Regions from separate parts of the Gossypium hirsutum genome. Here region 2 is linked to region 1. A link is a contact called in public Hi-C data. All regions are on one chromosome and are shown on one strand. Each heading gives the region's core, a stretch centred on a gene start, on an enhancer-like site or on the middle of the called end of the contact. The rest is flanking DNA. Distances are from core to core; before and after follow the strand shown. Region 1 has its middle 27 kb from the start of LOC107899048. Region 2 has its middle 6.1 kb from the start of LOC121216558.

The links. Hi-C and Micro-C count contacts between places; a contact is called where the count stands out from the background.
Region 2: a contact with region 1 is called in a Hi-C map of petal, with 10 times the contacts expected there. The contact joins two enhancer-like sites. A contact is called at or near these places in 11 of 34 Hi-C or Micro-C datasets (hypocotyl, leaf, petal and 1 more).

Annotation. Positions count from the first base shown.
Region 1 is chrD04:47,787,306-47,790,746 of Gossypium_hirsutum_v2.1, forward strand. No RefSeq gene overlaps it. Among protein-coding and RNA genes, the nearest start is that of LOC107899048, 27 kb to the left of the region's middle. Within about 2 kb of position 1,751, at least 2 of the 9 cell types and tissues checked have an H3K27ac peak or open chromatin away from gene starts, as enhancers often do.
Region 2 is chrD04:47,874,239-47,877,679 of Gossypium_hirsutum_v2.1, forward strand. No RefSeq gene overlaps it. Among protein-coding and RNA genes, the nearest start is that of LOC121216558, 6.1 kb to the right of the region's middle. Within about 2 kb of position 1,558, at least 3 of the 9 cell types and tissues checked have an H3K27ac peak or open chromatin away from gene starts, as enhancers often do.

The DNA.
Region 1 (3,441 bases), core at 501-3,000:
TCTGAAAGTCCAGATATTTTAGCAGCTCCTTTTTCGGCGTGCAATGAGGGCCGAGGCTAAGCTCTCTCAGGGCCAGGGGCCGGTCTGATCGCCAACACCACGCACATTAATTTCGTTTGCATTTCAAACTAGACTCACAGTCTTCATGCATCTCTTTCTTTGACATGTGCATTATTGTTATATTATAATTATAACTATAATTATAGCTATTCATATAAGGCAAATTTATGACGGCCATGCATGCACGGGCTTTTCCTAACATGCCTATGTAACCGAAAAGCCAGGCATCTGACAAGTCTCCTAATCCAAGGCTTTTCCATTATCGTCTTCTAAATAAAATAAAAATAAAAATCTTTACATTTGTAATTTACTTCTTGGCCTTCTCTTAAAGTCACACTCAAACTAAAAGAAGCCGTAGAAATTCAAAGGGAGCTTTGTCAAACCGCAAAGCCTTGACCACTAATCTATTTGATAAAAAAAACAAACAAAATTTATAATTCACAATCACTACTTAGTTGCCCATTGAAATTATGTACACATGTATTGTCAATCTATCCAATGTTCTAGACAATGAATTTGTGATTTCAACCCTTACTTTAATCATATCAGACAATCTAATCAATTTCATACGGAAGGTCTAATTATGTTCTAGGTCTTTCTACTTTTTTCATATTTAAAAATTAGTCTTTTATACTTTTAATCCCGATAATTTAGTCCCTTTACAATATTTTCTTAATCATTAGAGTCCAATTGATAACACCGTCAAAGGAATTTCGTTAAATTGAATTACGTGGTATTTTTTAAAATAAAAAATTTAGTCACTAGCCAATATTGCATGCTTGAAAGGTCAAATAAGCAAAAAAGTTTTTGGGAGTTTGTTAAGTTTTGGAGGTTGAACTATGGGGCATCTTTGAGGGCTTGACTCTTTTATTAGAATAGGGATTTGACAGAGTGTTGATTAATACAGATAGTATGGAAGCAGTTCAGGTTATTCAAGAGAATAACTTAATTTACTCGAATTCAGCTTTGGTTAGACGAATCCACCAGTTGCTGGCAAAAATAGTTCAATGACGTGTCCAACATGTGTCCAGAGAAAAAAATAAAGTTACAAATTATCTTACAAAAATGGATCATAGCAACGAGGACGTTTTACAATTATTTGAACACCCTTCTATAGGGGTTTTGGTTTAAGTCTTTGTGACCCCTATGTTTTTGTTTTCTTTTCACCAAAAAAGAAAATAAAAATGTCAAGTCTAGGACTGTAAGTTTTTTTTTATTCTATATATGATATTGTAAGATTCTTTAGCATTTATATTTTTTGCTTAAATGGCATGCATGAGACTCTAAAATGGCCACTTGACTAGCTTTTTACTTTAAAAATGCTAAATTATTCAATTTAACGATTTTATTTTATAGTATTATAAATTGACATTCAATTCGTGAATCAAAAGATTAGATATTCAAGTTTTAAATAAAAAAAGTAAAGAAATTTATTGATATGGGATACAACAAGGAAGGAAATAATGGTGGTGACAAAGAGGTCGGTTCATCTTGATAGGAGAAGAGCTGAAGTGAGAGAAATTACGAGAAGAGAGTTTAAGGTGAGTAGGGGAGATTATGTGTTGGGTTGGATGCTTTAAGGTCGTTGAAAGGGAAAGAAGATCCTCTTATCATCATGTGTTGGGGCATATATAGGGGAAAGATTCCTAGTGTCACGTCGTCGACAACTTCAAGATATCATGAGCGCATGATCGGCCAGGTGGCAAGGCCATTACACCTTGTTTGTTGTTAAGCGAATATTACCTTGACATTCCTTTTGCTCAAATAGTACAAGATTATTAACCTTAATGGTCTCATCTTGAAGAATAAGTATGTACCCGCTTTTAATGAAGGGTCCGCTATTTAGCAGGCAACCTAATGGAAGATGAAGTATGCATGTGGTTGATCACTGGCGGTGCAAGTTGGAGGACAGTCCAAGAATACTTCTTAAGTTGATTCGCGTGATCCCACATGTCTAGATCAAGATAGAGTTATAACAGAACTAATATTTTAAAATAAAAATACATGCAGTAAATGTCAAATATGCAAATAGTATAGAAACTACAGCATAATTAGATCTTAATTGAATGGGGTATCAGGGATTGCACGGGGACCGATAGTAAGTTGGCATCTGAGTGTTGGGGATGAAAATTTGGTGTTAAGGTATATACAATAATATTCGAAATTGAAAAAGCAATTATTAATCTATTTTAATTATGAAACAGATTTTGTGGACATAAAGTAGTAGTACGTAAAACTGTGGTTGAGATTGGGATGTTGATCCAGCTTGCTATCCGCGTTGTGTCTGTCGAGTGGAGTGGAGGAAGTGGTCCACTATAGACTTCAAATCACTGATTTTATTTTCACCTACCAAAATCCTCTATGCTTTGAATACCCGCACCATTTTCCTCTTATTGCTTTCTTGCTTCCCATTTTGCATTGCACACATATCTTCTTTTTACTATTTCTCCCCGATTCCTTTACAGGGTAATTTTCAGTGACAATTGTTAAACCTCGCCACTTAACATTTAGCTCATACTTCACTTAAGCTTCTCTAATTAAAACTCTTTAATAACGAGCTTTGGCTCAAGGACACTTTGCGGCCGGGTCAACCCTTCGACCAACAAGCAGATATTTTACTCAATAAATCTTTGCAATGTATCGATATCAATCACCACCATATTAAACGAGCCTTACACGCTGATCATTTTGTCCAATCCTAGGAGTCTCTATACACATCACAACACCACCCTACTTATATCAATTGGGATAGGACACTTGCCCAATGCCAATGCCCAAACCACGTAATGCCACATGGCACCTTGAGATAGGGTAAGAACCATGTATATAAACTAAGACCTCAACATGAGAGCCCGAACAACCCAAAATACTTGACTTTCCTACTTTAAGTAAACCTCTACTATTCCTCTAATCATCTTCTACCTATCTTCGGTCATTGAACAACAGAATGAATCATCTTGAGACACAATCATCTTATTTGTGTATTTATAGAAATTAATTATTCCAATGAAAAAGTAAGTAACAACAGTTGTGAGTGTCACCATAATCTTGAATGTAATTATGATTTGCTGTCAACAATCAAATCAGAAACAATTGCTTTTAGTATCTTCAAGGAAATTAAAGTGGGAAAGTTGAAGGACGCACTCATGGAGGAAAAAAAAAGTAATGAATGCATAGTATTTAATTTACGCACACATGGGACATATTACAACCTTATTTTAAAACAATTGCAATGGTCATCAATAAAATATAAAAGGTGAACAATCTTTGTTTCCACAATTTCGGCCTCTCAATTTTCAAAAACATTCTAGGTTTGACGAATACATTGAAGTTGATAATTTGTAGATAATTGAATTTTTTTTTTCAATTTAAGTGTTTCTT
Region 2 (3,441 bases), core at 308-2,807, 87 kb after region 1:
TTTACAATGAAAATTTAAGGTTGATTGTGTGAAGAAAGAGAAAGTTATTTTATGAAAAGACTTATTTTTCTTGAAGTGTTTTTATAAGTCATTTTTACCTTGATTTTAATTTTATGGTGTCGTCTCTCTTCTTTTATGAATTCTTTTTTTTTTCCACTTTATGTATGAAAATAAATTAATAAAATTATTTATGGAAATTTTTAATATTATATTTTTAAATTTATCTTGAAATTTCTAATTTCATAATCTAATTATTTAGATATAAAATATAATGCGATCATAATTATTTGTCAAGTTGAAATTAAATTCTTATTTAATAGATGTATTTTTAAATTTTCAAAAATAATTTTTTTCCGCACACCAGGATTATGAAAATATTCATGGCCAAATGGGCCTAACAAAAAATAAATAAATAAAAATCTTTCTAATCCAACTAATACAAATCTTTCTATATATATAATAAAAATAAATATATCAAAGGATCAAAATAAACATTATACCTACACAAAAATACTGAATTGAGATATATATATATATATATATATATCCGAGGCTGTATTTTAGTATTGAAGAGGCAATGTTATATAACAATTTCCAAATAAAAATGACAAAAAAGCTCAATTACTCATTTACGCATACCATAATTTCATCAGAAATTCATACCTACAAAATTTTATATATGTTGATAAAACCACCTTGATAACTACTAACACAAAAGCAGTGAAGAGTATAGGTTAAGGAGGGATAGCTGAAGTTGAATTAGGTTATTTCAAGCTGTCAGTCTTAACTTGCAAGCAAATTTTGGCCTTCAGACCCTAAACATTTCACTGCTTCTAGTTGGTCATATTCAAAGCTTTTTTTTTTTTTGGGTGTCCTGCTTTAGCCTGTTAAATAATAAACCAATTGTATCCTTACTTGGCAAGGTAAGTTGTTCATAGATTATAGTGCCATAATTCCTTCATTACCGTAGAAAGAAAGTAAGATTTAGGATTTAGAGCCATCAGTCTGCTGCAGCAAGGAACTGTATATAGAAAGAAACAAAAAAGAATAAAATTATGATTCTGATATAAGCAACCTTAACATGATGAGATTAGGGTTTCTTTAAGGTTAAAGGAAGATTACCATAATAAAGCAAGTTGTTTGCTTACATTGGCATACTGTTTACATGTGACAGCTGCCGTTTCATCAAATTTAGCTAGATCTAAGTCTTGTCTTCAGTTACTTGGTATTTCAGGTTCGTCAGAAAGATAATAATAAAAGGAAGGAAGACATTGGTTCTCTTGCAAAAGGGATAATTGCAGTTATGGACCTTAACTTGATCGTTTGGGCCAATTTTGTAACTTGAAACCTTTTTTCTTAAACTGACCCAATATTTGAAGAGGGCTTGGACTGACAAGAATGTGGGGATTGGTCCTAAAAACTTGAAGCTTGTTGTGCTTGTTATTATTAAAGTTGTTTCTTTTGTAATTTTTCTTTGAGCCTTATATATATATATATATATATATATTTCCATAATTGGATGCTTAAATATGTTTTAAAACTTAAATATGTTGTAACACATAAATATGGGGTGGTTTGGTATTGCAGAGAGACGCTATTGTACTCTTAGAAGGGTCGAGGGACGCTTGTGTTGAATCAAGGGATGATGATAAAATCATGAAGCATCCCTTGGGGCTTGCTTTGAAGAGGCTGTCTACGGCTCTTACCCCAAATGATTGTTTTGATATATAAAGCTTTAAGGGCTATTTGTGTTGCATTCAATCATCAATGAAGGGTTGTGGCACATTTTTCATTCACCATCAGAGTGGCCGATGAAAATTCCATGATTTTTACAAGTTACTCGCATTATGTTGACATAATGGTGCTTTTCACATCCAAAATTTCATGATTTTTACGGCATACTGAAAATTACATGAATATTCAAACTTGAAGAAGCTAAAAGCTTTTTAATATCAAATGTTGACAATCTTTGCATGTCAGAACCATCCCAAATGCAAATCTACAACGTCCAAAGATTTGTCATAATCACCTCAACCATTTTTTTTTACATCAACTATTCTTCTAGTATACATTTTGGTCAAAAATATTTAATGGTGTTCCATTGAATTTGACCAGCCAAAAAATATTAAAAATATAAAAGTTATTAAAAATATTAAGATTAAATAATTATAAAATCATAAACATTATTAAACACTAAATTTTAAATAACATGAGCAAATATATGGTAAAAGTATCATGGAGGCCTCTATATGAAAAGTTGAATTGAATTTTATCCCCTCTATTAAAAAAATATGCAAATTAGTCCATGTATGTTAAATCAAATACCAAACTGGTCTTTCTATTAAAAATTCTATCTATTTCTACTATTAAAAACTAGTCCATGTACATCAACATGAGGTACATGTGGCATGTCACATGTCTGTTTGGTTATTCCATTAGCCATGTTAGTTTTTAATAATACAAATGAATGAAATTTTTAACAAAAATGATTAATTTGCTCTTTGTTTTAAGAAACAAGAATTAATTTATCTATTTTTTAATAAAAAGATAAAATGTAATCTAACTTTTAGTACAAAACTTCCATATTATTTTTATCGTGAAAAACATTAAATTTAAGAACCTACTTGGAGCCCAGAAACCATCCATTGCAGAAAACAGATTGACATCACATATTCGTATATTTTTAGTGATCTCTAATTTAAGGGTGAAATCGTAATTAAAATAAAAATAATACAACAAAAGAACTAATTTCATATTCGTATCATGTTCTACAACACCTTTAGAGTTAAAAATTAAATTTTAATTTTTAATAGTTTATATCTTTATAATTTTTAAAGAATTAAACTAAAATTTTATTATTTTTAAGGGGGTTAAAGTGTAATTTTATATTTACTAATTTACAATTTTAAAATTTTTAAAGAGCTTAAATAGATAATTTTTCATTTTAAGAGATTCGGGCCCTGCCAGACCCATAAATACGCCATTGATCTTCTTTACGCATCAAATGAATTCTAAACACAAAAATGGAAAAAGAAATCCAGATTCCCGGTCTTCAAGCTCAAATTCCTGAAAATTGAAATTATTTATGAAATTACAATCAGTAACTAAGAAAAGGAAAATCCCATTCCGATTGAAGAGAGGTGCTCTCAGTAATCCAAATTGATAAAATAAAAGGATGTTGAAGTGGTTCATGTGAAATAACTGCCATGATTAAGAGATTGATTCAACCTTATCCATCCACCTTGTGCTCATTCTCTCATAAATCTCTCCATCCATCAAACTTTTATTCCACCACATGAAATATATGCCCACTATCTAATTCTTACCTTTTTGGGCATACGAATCTATTTCATATTCGGCCCAAAACCTACCAACCTATCACTCAATCCCCTTGCATCATTGTATTTGAGAAGTGATTTATTAGAGGGACATGATGAAATT